Linked DNA regions of Lactuca sativa: region 1 is linked to region 2. A link is a contact called in public Hi-C data. All regions are on one chromosome and are shown on one strand. The core of a region is the stretch at or near the end of the contact, and the rest is flanking DNA. Distances in the headings are between cores, read along the strand shown.

Region 1 (5,626 bases), core at 1,750-4,249, 160 kb before region 2:
TAAACAAACTGTCAAGAACATTATGAGGCTTTACCGCAGATTGGTTGATTGTGGATAGTTAGAAGTATGATATCATTTGGAAAGGACCATAGTGACACGTTTTGTATTGCGATGATTTTTGGTCAGAATTGATGATCTTATTGGAATATAGAAATGTTTCCTTAATGGGAGATGTTTGAAAAATCTACATGTGAGTTGGAAACTTTAATACAAGAGAACCATTCAAGGAGTGTGCCTTGAATTTGCATAACCATGGAATTATTTCTAGTAACAAGTTCTAGTGGAACATTCTAGAGTGTCGAAGGCTCAATCTCTATGACTTACGAACCTTGACATCACAAAAAGATGATGCATGTAAAGATGAAACTCCCTACATCTTAGATAGTGATAAGAATTTGGAATCATGAATTGAGCATCATTAGACTAATGTCCATTTGATCTGTTCACAAAGGAAGGACCATCGAGAGGCATAGTATCTATGTTTATAACATGGAATGATTGATGTTATTGTGGTTAGTTGATTACTCGAAACATTATACAATGAATAAATTCATAAATTTTATGGTGATTAAATAATAAGGATTTATGTATAATCAATAGGTATAATGCCATAGTTAATTAATTTATTATTGTGTTTCACTTTGCATGTGTTACTTCCCTGATTAATTTTAATATTATTCAAAATTCCATAGTCGTTCATGCTTTTGGAAGTAAGTAGTAAATTAAGATTATTATGAATTGATTGTAGATTGTCTATTGAGGTTAAGGCATTGCAATTAGAATTGCTACAATATTCATGAGTAATTTGAAAACAAAGATTTTAAGTATTGGATAAACACACGCCTAGAGATTACTTTATGGATTCAATCACAAGTAATTCTAAGATGATAATATTTTTTATTCTTAAAGCAGATATATATATATATATATATATATATATATATATATATATATATATATATATATATATATATATATATATTTCATAGTTTACATATCAGTTGTGCATTGGTTTGCTCAAATGCATCTCGTAACTGGATGTTATAAAGGGTTATTCCATGTGTGATTTGATATGTAAATTGTATGACTATATATTCAACGTAATTCGTTCCCTTTGTCTGAATAAGGAAAAGTGATATATGTTGGTTCCTCGATGATTTGAGTTGATCTATGAAAAACCAGGTGCATGGTCCGAACTGAATTGATGTGTTCAATTTAGTAGTCTAAATGAATCACAGATCGAGAAATCGGAAAACATAACAAATGAACATGAAGTTGATCATTTTATCCATGACTCAGTTCATACGATATCTTGTAGAACGAAGGAATAGTTGATCACTTATCTTAGGGCCAACGTTTGATTTGAATCAGAGTTCGACAGTGGCTTTGGAAAATACTCTTTGCTGTTTAGTTTAAGGTTTATACTTGTAATTGTAGTTACAGACTTATCCAAGTGGGTGACTGTTGCATTAAGGTGTCTAAGCTAGTAACTAAATTGGTATATTCTTGTAATTAAAAACAAAGTCATTTTTGGATTGCCTTCATGACTAGAAATAACTAGAAATGATATTAGGAGACAAAAGTATTATTTATTAGGTTATTATATGATTAATAAACTAATTGAAAATTATGGGGAAATGGTTTGTTAATATATTATATGATTAATATTTAATAAGAATTAGACAGTTAATTTGTTGCTTTATTATATGATTAATAAATTAATATAAGATCAATTGTTAAATAATTGATTTGTTAATTTATATGATTAATAAATTAACATGGAATCAATTAGAATTGATTAGTTATTAATCAGAATTAATTTGGAATTCATTTGAGATTAATTTGAATTAATTAAAGGTACAATAGGTGAATTGTAATTGTTTAGTAGTTGAACAAAAAAAAACAATTCTAGAACCCTCTATGGTATGGACAGTTTTAGAGGGTTTCCTAAGGTTTTTGGAAGTCTCCTGGTTGCATAAAATGAAATGATTTAAATTAAGATTAAATCTAATATTTAATTAATTCAAATTTTGTTTTACCTTTAAGTTACCTCAACTATAAATAGGACCCATTGACTTGCAATTTTAGTTCACCACATTACCAAAAGGCATAGAAACGAAATTCCATTCATATCTCTCCTCTCCTCCTCATTCTAGGGTTTCTAGTTTTGGTGTGAGTCATAGAGGCGTCATCATTTTGATGATTTCTTTCCAAGGAACTGTAAGAGGATTTGATTTAATTATTTGCTATATTAATCAAAAAGTATATAGCCCTAAACTTTATGTTAATTTCGATTTTCATAGTCTCTCTTTAGGATTTCTTAATGCTAATATGTTATTGCTATCAATAGAGAAGACATAGATCATTTTGTAGGTTGCATGTAAACTTAAGGGTTTAAGTATTTTTCCACCCCATGGATTTTTTATAACCTAGAAAACTCATTAATATTTTATTTAAAACCATAAATAAACAAAAGAATTAACATACAACACATAATTTTTTAAGTAAAAACTAAAAAAAAAAAAAAATAAAAAAAAAAAAAATAATTCTGGAACGCTAGTCCAGAACATTGTTGTCAAAATCGCGATCCTGGTCGTAGGATCGTACGATCCTACGATCCTAGATATGAAAAACGAGTCAGATCGTAAATGAATTGTATTTAGGGTAGGATCTTAAGATCGTAGGTAGGATTATAGGATCGGGATTCGATTTGATTCTACCTTCCTTAGATTTTTTACCACTTCATGTCTTTTATCCTTTACCAATTTACCGTTTATCATCTTGCGTTGTGACTTATGACTAATATTTTGGAGTTTTTATAACTTTTGAATGAAAATTAAATGTTTTGAAATATTTTTCATGTTTTTAAATTATAGATTAAAATAATATTTTATTTTAGGGATCTTATCTTACATACCTAAAAATATCCTACATATAATCCAAATCTTGACAACGTTAGTACTAATACTACCCTACCCGGTATCCCAAAATTCGCTCAATTTTTTTTTAATTATAAAATAACTATTTAGTTCATGTAATCAAGAATTTGAGTATTTGACCCTAAACGTTTTACCCAATTTTCGGGTTTCTCTGTCAATCATCTTACATAAGCAAGTATGGTAACTACCACCCATGAAGTCGAGCCAGCAATTCAATCGAAATACGATCGTGAGTCCGAATTAAAAGCCTTTGATGATTCCAAATCCGGTGTCAAAGGCCTTATCGACGCTGGCTTGTCAAAAATCCCTCGTATTTTTATCAACGATCAACCCATAATCGAAGATTCAAACTCATCAACTACTCAAAATCAGTTCAATATCCCAATTATAGACCTTAAAGACAGCAAGAATATCGAAAATGTTCGGGATGCTTGTGAAAAGTGGGGGTTTTTCCAAATAATCAATCATGGAATCCCGAAAAGAGTTTTGGATGAGATGATTGATGGAGTGCGAGGGTTCCATGAGATGGAAACGGAGGAGAAGATCAAGTATTACTCTCGTGATTTTCAGAAGCGATTTTTCTATGTTAGCAATTTCCATTTGTTTACAGGCGATTCAGCTGTTTGGAGTGATTCGTTTCTGTCGGTTATGGCTCCTGATTCTCCACGATCGGAAGAAATCCCATCGATTTGCAGGTGTTAATACGATGTTCTACTACTATTATTAACAGTTGACTTAAATTATTATAATTTCAACAACATACCAAATTATATTCCACTTTTTCTATCAGCAAATTATACCTTTATAACATTGACTTTACATGTAAAAATATGCAGAGATATTTTAACGGAGTACTCCAACCACATCATGAAATTAGGGTTTACTCTGCTCAAGTTATTCTCAGAAGCTCTTGGGCTTGAATCAAATCACCTTGAGAAATTGGGTTGTGCGGAAGGACTTTTTGTATTGGGTCATTACTACCCGACTTGTCCTCAACCGGAATTGACTTTAGGGACTAATTGTCATACGGATGCTGGTTTCTTTACAATAATTCTACAAGATCTATTGGGTGGCCTTCAAGTCCTCCATCAAAATGAGTGGGTTAATGTCTCACCAATTTCGGGAGCTTTAGTGGTTAATGTTGCGGACCTTTTACAGGCAAGTTTTAAGTTACCATGAAAAATCTTACGCTATGCATTCATAAACAAAAAGGAATTCACTTTACCAGAGATTTCACATTTTCATTTTGTGGGTTTAAATTTGGGTTAAGAATACACACAAGAGCATCTCCACCATTATTGCACATCTCTACTAACCTGAGTTCCTGACCCAAATCCTGCTCATCCATTGTTTTTTTCAAATTCATAATTTTGGAAACCACAAGGATCATGTTGGTAAACCAGAGGGACCATTTATGGAATTTTGTCTTTCTTTTATGATTTTCGTCCAACTTTTTTTAATTTTTTTTTCTCCATATTTTACAATAATTAATTTGCGGCGCAACTTGATGAACGTTTATCCGCTACTCTGTGTAAAAAATTTTAATTTTTTTTAAATTTTTTTTGCTTCAAATTTAACTTTTTGTTATAAACTTTGTCCAAACCTTTTTTTATAAATATTCGTTAACTTATTTTAAAAAAAGTTCATTGTAAAAGTTTTAAAAAACTTATTTTTTAGAAAACTAAATTTTATAACTTTCTTTTACATCTTTTTATATCTTTTTTACTTGTTTGTTTATAGGATATATATATATATTTTTTTTACAAAATTACAATTTTACATGCTTGTTTTTAGTGGTAACTATAAATTTGGTCCTTATACTTTCACAAAATTGTGCATGCGGAACAAAAAGTTTTTAACTTTTATCACATGTAATTTTGTTTTCATATGTACGTAGATAGTATTTGAGATTTTAATTTTGAACCTCAATTTTTTTTTTTTTATGCAAAATGACTTAATGATATATAGTCGTTAAAAAATGAGTTTTTTTTAAATGTATTTGAATTATTATTTTTTTTTTGAGAAAAATCAATATGTCAATAAGTTGTTTTTTAAAAAATTTTTTAACTTAAATTATACATGTTACAACCAAAAAAGTTATAAGGAGTTTTAAAAAGTTAGAAATCATAATTTATTGAAATCTTCATTTTTAAGTGTTAATAAGAAATTATTTTAAAAGTTTTTTTCATATTGTCAAACACTCTCTTAATATATAATTTTTAACAAATCATAAGTTCACTTACAGGACTGGTTGTGAGGAATTAAATAACCTCAAAGTTTCTGGACGAACCAGAAAAAAAAATCTTTATCGTTATCATAAGTTTTTATTTTTAAATAAAAATATATAATAAAAAAATTAAGCCTCTCAATGCCTAGTTATTTATTATTTTACATTTGTCATATGGTTATGTTATTCATAATCCCAAATTATATTAGTATATTTTCTATATATTTATTTAATTATTTTATTACATGAATATAACAATTCATACATAGAGTCATAGACATGCATATATATTAAAAATTAAAAATACTTAATATGTGGTTAAGTTACAAAATAAATCGTATAAATATATTTATATATAAGCAACGATTATAATATAACTAGAAATCAATAGTCCTTCTATTATTAGTTGTATCTTTTTCTAAATTAACTATTAATTAACTAATATTACTATATAAAATTT
Region 2 (5,701 bases), core at 3,100-5,599:
GAGTTGAGGGCGGTGGTGTTCGCCCTCAAGATCTGGCGCCACTATTTATATGGGGTTCAGTGTACCATATACATGGACCACAAGAGTCTGAAGTATCTCATGGATCACCCCAACCTGAATATGCATCAGAGGAGGTGGTTGGATGTGGTGAAAGATTATGATTATGAGATCATGTATCGTCCGGGAAAGGCTAACGTGGTAGCCGACGCCCTGAGCCGTCGAGCAGAGAGCGCCCCAATTTGAGACGTGTGTATGAGGATGACAGTGATGACTCCAGTTTTGGATACCATCCGAGAGGCCCAGGTGGAGGCCGTGAGACCGGAGAACCGCAAGAGGGAGCGGGTGATTGGACAGGTTTCAGATTTTGTAACGGATAGTCGAGGGCTTATGACTTCCGAGGACAGATTTGGGTGCCCTATACGAGCGGAGCTCGAGGTATACTGATGGAGGAGGCGCATAGATTGAGATTCTTGATCCATCCCGGGGCCACTAAGATGTATTTGGACCTAAAGAGAGATTACTGGTGGCCAGAGGGTCCCAACCAGACCGGACTAGAGGGTCCAACAAGCAATGGGACTGGAGGTCCCAACCAGACCAGACCAGAGGGTCCAACGAGCCTATAGGACTGGAGGGTCAACCAAACCGGACCAGAGGGTCCAACGAGCCATGGGACTGGAGGGTCCCAACCAGACCGGACCGGAGGGTCCAACGAGCCATGGGACTGTAGGGTCCCAACCAGACCGAACCGGAGTGTCCAACGAGCTGTAGGACTGGAGGGTCCCACTGAGACACATTGACCGGAGGGTTTTATAAAGCTATAGACTTGAGTGGCTAGTTATTTGTGCGTGGTATTTTGGGGAACTCACTAAGCTTTGTGTTTACCGTGTTATGTGTTATGTGTTTCAGGTACCTCCAAGGATCGCGGGAAGACATCGGCGTGATTGTACACACTTGTTCGAGATTATGTTGAGGATTCTGGGATATCACTTTTGTGTGGATTCATGTTGACATTGAGACACATATGATTTTTATGAATATAATATAGAGTTTTATGTGTTTAAAAAAAATGAAAATTTTGGTTTGAAAACTTACGTCGTTACATTGTACTAAGTTTTTGAGTTCTTAGCGATGAAGTATTTCTCATACAGAATATTCTTAAATTGTTAAGTCTAGGATTTTTGTCGTCGTTTGTATTCCGAGCCTTAACAGCGTTTGCATTTCTTTGTCGTCACATTTAGATATATAGTTGTACATACACTATTATACATATACTTTTAAGACTACGTAAATTCGAATCTATATAACATTGAAGACATAAAAATATTACTTCAATTCTTTGTTTTCTTGAAGCGTTAATAGTCTTTCCATAAGTTTTATAAAAAATATCTTATTTTATATAAACAATCATATTCTATAAAACTACTCATTTTTATATAATACTACAAGATCTCCTTATAAACTCCATTTTTATATAAAATATCATTTTTATATAAAAATTATCATATTTTATAAAACTACTTATTTTTATAAAATGTTACAAAATCATTTTATAAACTTTATTTTTATATAAAATATCAAATTTATATAAAAATAATCACATTTTATAAAAACTACTTACTTTATAAAATGTTACAAGATCTTTTTATAAACTCCATGTTTATATAAAATAACAATTTTATATAAAAATAATCATATTTCATAAAAACTACTTATTTTTATAAAATGTTACAATATCCTTTTATAAACTCAATTTTTATATAAAATATCAATTTTATATAAAATAATCATATTTTATAAAAACTACATAGTTTATAAAATGTTCAAGATCCTTTTATAAACTCTATTTTTTTATATAAAATATCAATTTTATATAAAAATAATCATATTTTATAAAAACTACATAGTTTATAAAATGTTTCAAGATCCTTTTATAAACTCTATTTTTATATAAAATATCAATTTTATATAAAAATAATCATATTTTATAAAAACTACTTATTTTATAAAATATTACAAGGTCTTTTTATAAACTCCATTTTTGTATAAAATAACAATTTTATATAAAAATAATCATGTTTTATAACATAAATCCAATGGAACACTTATGTATCTATAAGCCTAGTTATCTCATATTATATTTACACTTTAGACCTTGCTTGTAAATAAATTAACAAAGTATGTCCTAAGTCTATAATTTTATTGATTTGTTTTATTAATGACCATTCTAACACTAATGGTTAGTTTTGATTATCAACCAAAAATACTTGCATGGACTTATGTCACAAAGATAATACCAATACATATATTTATATTGGCATCTAATATTTCATATAATTGTTTTAACGCTACATAAGCAACAAAGGAGACTAGTTTTATCATGCATGAAATATTTTTGTATATTTGTTGCATGTTTTTTTATATAAATAAGATGTTGGGTGGTAACATGTTACAGAGAATGTTGAGAGTATATGACATATTATAGTATTATACTTTCTTATCTAGCATGCAACGTATGTATGTATCTCCCCCCAAAATTTGTAAAAATAAAAGAAAAGGGGTCATAAAGACTCACCTTTGTTGCATGATCTAAACTCGAGACTTGTTCATTTTTAGGAAGGCTTCTTGTGTCACCTTTAAAACTGATACTAAGGAAGAGTTCGGGTTGTTTTGGGCGATCAACAAACGGGTTTATGGTCTCCAACTTTCAGCTCAAAATCAACAAAGAAAAGTAGAAGAGGGGATTGTTTACGTGAGTTTTTGGGGTGCCTCATGGGAAGAATATATATGAGATTATATGGTTGTAAATTTGTACTGTGGGTCTCATGTGATGTGGGCAATAGTTTATGTTGTACACGTTGCATGCAAAAGTTCTTTTCAATTGTAGTCTTGGAAAAGAAACGTGGGTTTTAGCCACTATTTTGTGACAATTGAGAGATGCTCCATGTAGAGCAATAGGCATTAACGTTGTACAACCACTATTTTTCATCATGAATCCTTGTATTGTATGATATTATTGCTTTCTATTTTATGATAATCGAGATATGGGGTTTTCTAGGTGATGTACGCAAGTATAACTATTAATATATGTATGGTTTTATGTTGGTTAAGTAAAACTTTGTCGTTCCAACTAATGAAGGTAGTTTAATTAAACAAGTGGTTAGTAGTGTCCCATGTGTATCTATCTAAAATATACGCATGTTGGATTCGGCTCAATCCTTTTAGTAAAAGATTGGGCCGAGTTTAATTGAAATTCAATTAAGAGAACGAAAGTTATTGATCCAAAGTATCCATTGCCTGAAACTCAAATTTAATCTCATTCCATATTTCACAAGCAGCACCTAGTTCAGGACGCCATTTGGTTGTTACATCATGACTCGTTCGACTCTATTGAGGAGCTCCACTACCTCTAGTGCGAGAAACCAAAGGTATCAAATGCGAAATGTATAAATACATGTTGATTTTTAATGCATTCATTCTTGTGTTTTGTCACTTTCCACGCGGCGAATTCAAAAACAGTATGTCCCGTTGTGAAACTCTCACTCCTCAAACCCACGAGAAGGGAGACCCCAGTAAGATCCAGAAACCTGTTTCCTCCTATCCATCTAAAGACAAAAATGTCAGTGTGGATCTTCCATCCAGTGAGTCAGTCAAAAAGTTCACAAAATTCACAGTTGCTTCTTTTTTAACGAAAATATTTGTATGCTGATAGACGTCAAAGAGAACATCCCTAACCATAAACATGTCGGTATTTGAAGTCTGAAAGCTCTGTATAACGAACCATATATATCCAAACATGCATTGCGGTTAATTGGGCATATCCGTTGACGTGGGAATAAGGAATCACGAGCCAATATCGAAAGATAGTACGGTATTTCACAGGAAACATATATTGGCTGAGACCATACATTTAAGACCATCAGTATTGATGGTTAGCAGAAAATCATGAGCATGAGATGCTCGAAAACACTCAACAACTGTTTTCTGTCCGACAGACATGTTCAACTCGACTTCCATATCCATGATAATTTTTGCTAAAAAAAGCAAAACCCAAGGTTTTTTTGGGATTTACGAAGATATCATTATTAGTGAAACCGCTATATCCGTTCACGAGTTGCCATCCTAAGTTTAGCATAAAGACAGGATGCTTGGCTTTTGTCGATTCAATATCGAACCCACTCGCCCTTGCCTAATAGTTCCAAGTTTCAACTTTCTATGTTTGCTGGATAATAATCAGATTTTGAACTTTTAGTTTTTCCCAAAAATAAAACCAATGATTACAACCGTTTGTGTAATTGTGTAGTAAAATGTAAAAGGGCAACAAAACAAAGCCTGCTTCCTTTTATAGGCGGTAGTAAAATGGTTTTCTGTTGTGTTCTGACGTGCACATTCTATTTTTGGAATGAGTCCACCTCATTTCTCAATTCCCGTAGCCATTTCAGAGCAATCCTCTTTCTCTCGGAGTCTGGGGTTCGCATAGTTTCGAGGTTTTCAACTCGCTTCTTTGTCAACTTCCTTTGGTCGGTAATGGTCGGTAATTTTGCAAGCTATAAGCACCAGATATCGATTCAATTTTACAGTTTAGGGTTCCTTAGTTTTGGTATTTTTTTGCTTGCCAACTATTAAAATTCAATTTCCTTAATAGTTAAACTACTATTTCATTGATTGGTTGTATGTTTGGTCATTTCTTGGATTCTTCAGCCAGTAAAAGTCATGAATCTGAGATTGGATTTGTGTTATTGATATGAACATCTGTGGCTTTCCGCAATTCGCAGCTGGAAGAGGCCAATTTGTTCCATCCCAGGTTTGTTTTATACTTATTCCCCTTTAAATATCTTCAGAAATCACTTGGCTTCTGCACCGATTAGTATTTGATTTTCGTCTGCCGTGTTAGCTTCGTTGAATTTGAGTCTCCGACACATATTACGACTTGGTGAGATCGAGATAAAAAAAAAACTCCACGGTGGGATCGTATTATCGTTGAGTCTTAAAAGACTGAAACTAGCAGATGTAGGAATTCTAGTTTCGCTGTGAACAATCTTCAAAATGGAATTCCCTTCCCCATCAAAAGATAAGCCGATAGGTTTCTGGGCTTCTCCAAGACCTCAGATGGAGAATCCTGCATCCATGGATGGTTTCACAAGGCCAGACGACCCATTCAACAGCTTCTCTGAGCTCATGAACTTTGATACTTACGCTGGGTGGTGTACAAGTCCTTCAGCAGCTGATCAGATGTTAGCATCTTTTGCCCTATCAGCCGGCTATGCACCCTATGATTACACAAACTTCACAGAACAAGTCAAATCCGGTTTTCTCCCAACTGATGGAGAAATTAATGGCGTAGAAAGAGTATCCTTTCCTACCCCAGACACCCAGTTCACCATACCTGTGAATTCATCTGATGAAAATGGAAATGGAAGTTCTTGTCAACAGAAAAAATTTCAAGAAAATGGAAATGGTATCATCCATAGGTCACCAGGTGGTCGACCCCTTGCTGAAAAGATGTTGAAAGCATTGTCTTTGTTCAAAGATTCATCTGGAGCAGGGATTTTGGCTCAAGTTTGGGTTCCAATTATGGAAGGTGATAAGTATATATTAAGCACATGTGAGCAGCCTTATTTGCTTGATCAGATGCTGGCTGGATATCGAGAAGTTTCCAGAGGCTTCACGTTTTCAGCTGAAGTGAAACCTGGTGGCTTTTTAG

Evidence for each region. A called contact is a pair of places that touch in the nucleus more often than the background predicts.
Region 1: a contact with region 2 is called in a Hi-C map of seed, with 7 times the contacts expected there. The contact joins the promoter of LOC111913241 here to the promoter of LOC111898320 in region 2. A contact is called at or near these places in 3 of 4 Hi-C or Micro-C datasets (leaf and seed).

Annotation. Positions count from the first base shown.
Region 1 is chr3:242,194,945-242,200,570 of Lsat_Salinas_v11, reverse strand. It overlaps LOC111913241 (deacetoxyvindoline 4-hydroxylase), which reads left to right and starts at 2,999. Exons shown (of 3, transcript XM_023908958.1): 1 at 2,999-3,634; 2 at 3,776-4,097. The coding sequence starts at 3,117.
Region 2 is chr3:242,031,868-242,037,568 of Lsat_Salinas_v11, reverse strand. LOC111898320 (protein NLP9) reads left to right here and starts at 4,349. Exons shown (of 6, transcript XM_023894240.3): 1 at 4,349-4,484; 2 at 4,699-5,701. The coding sequence starts at 5,044.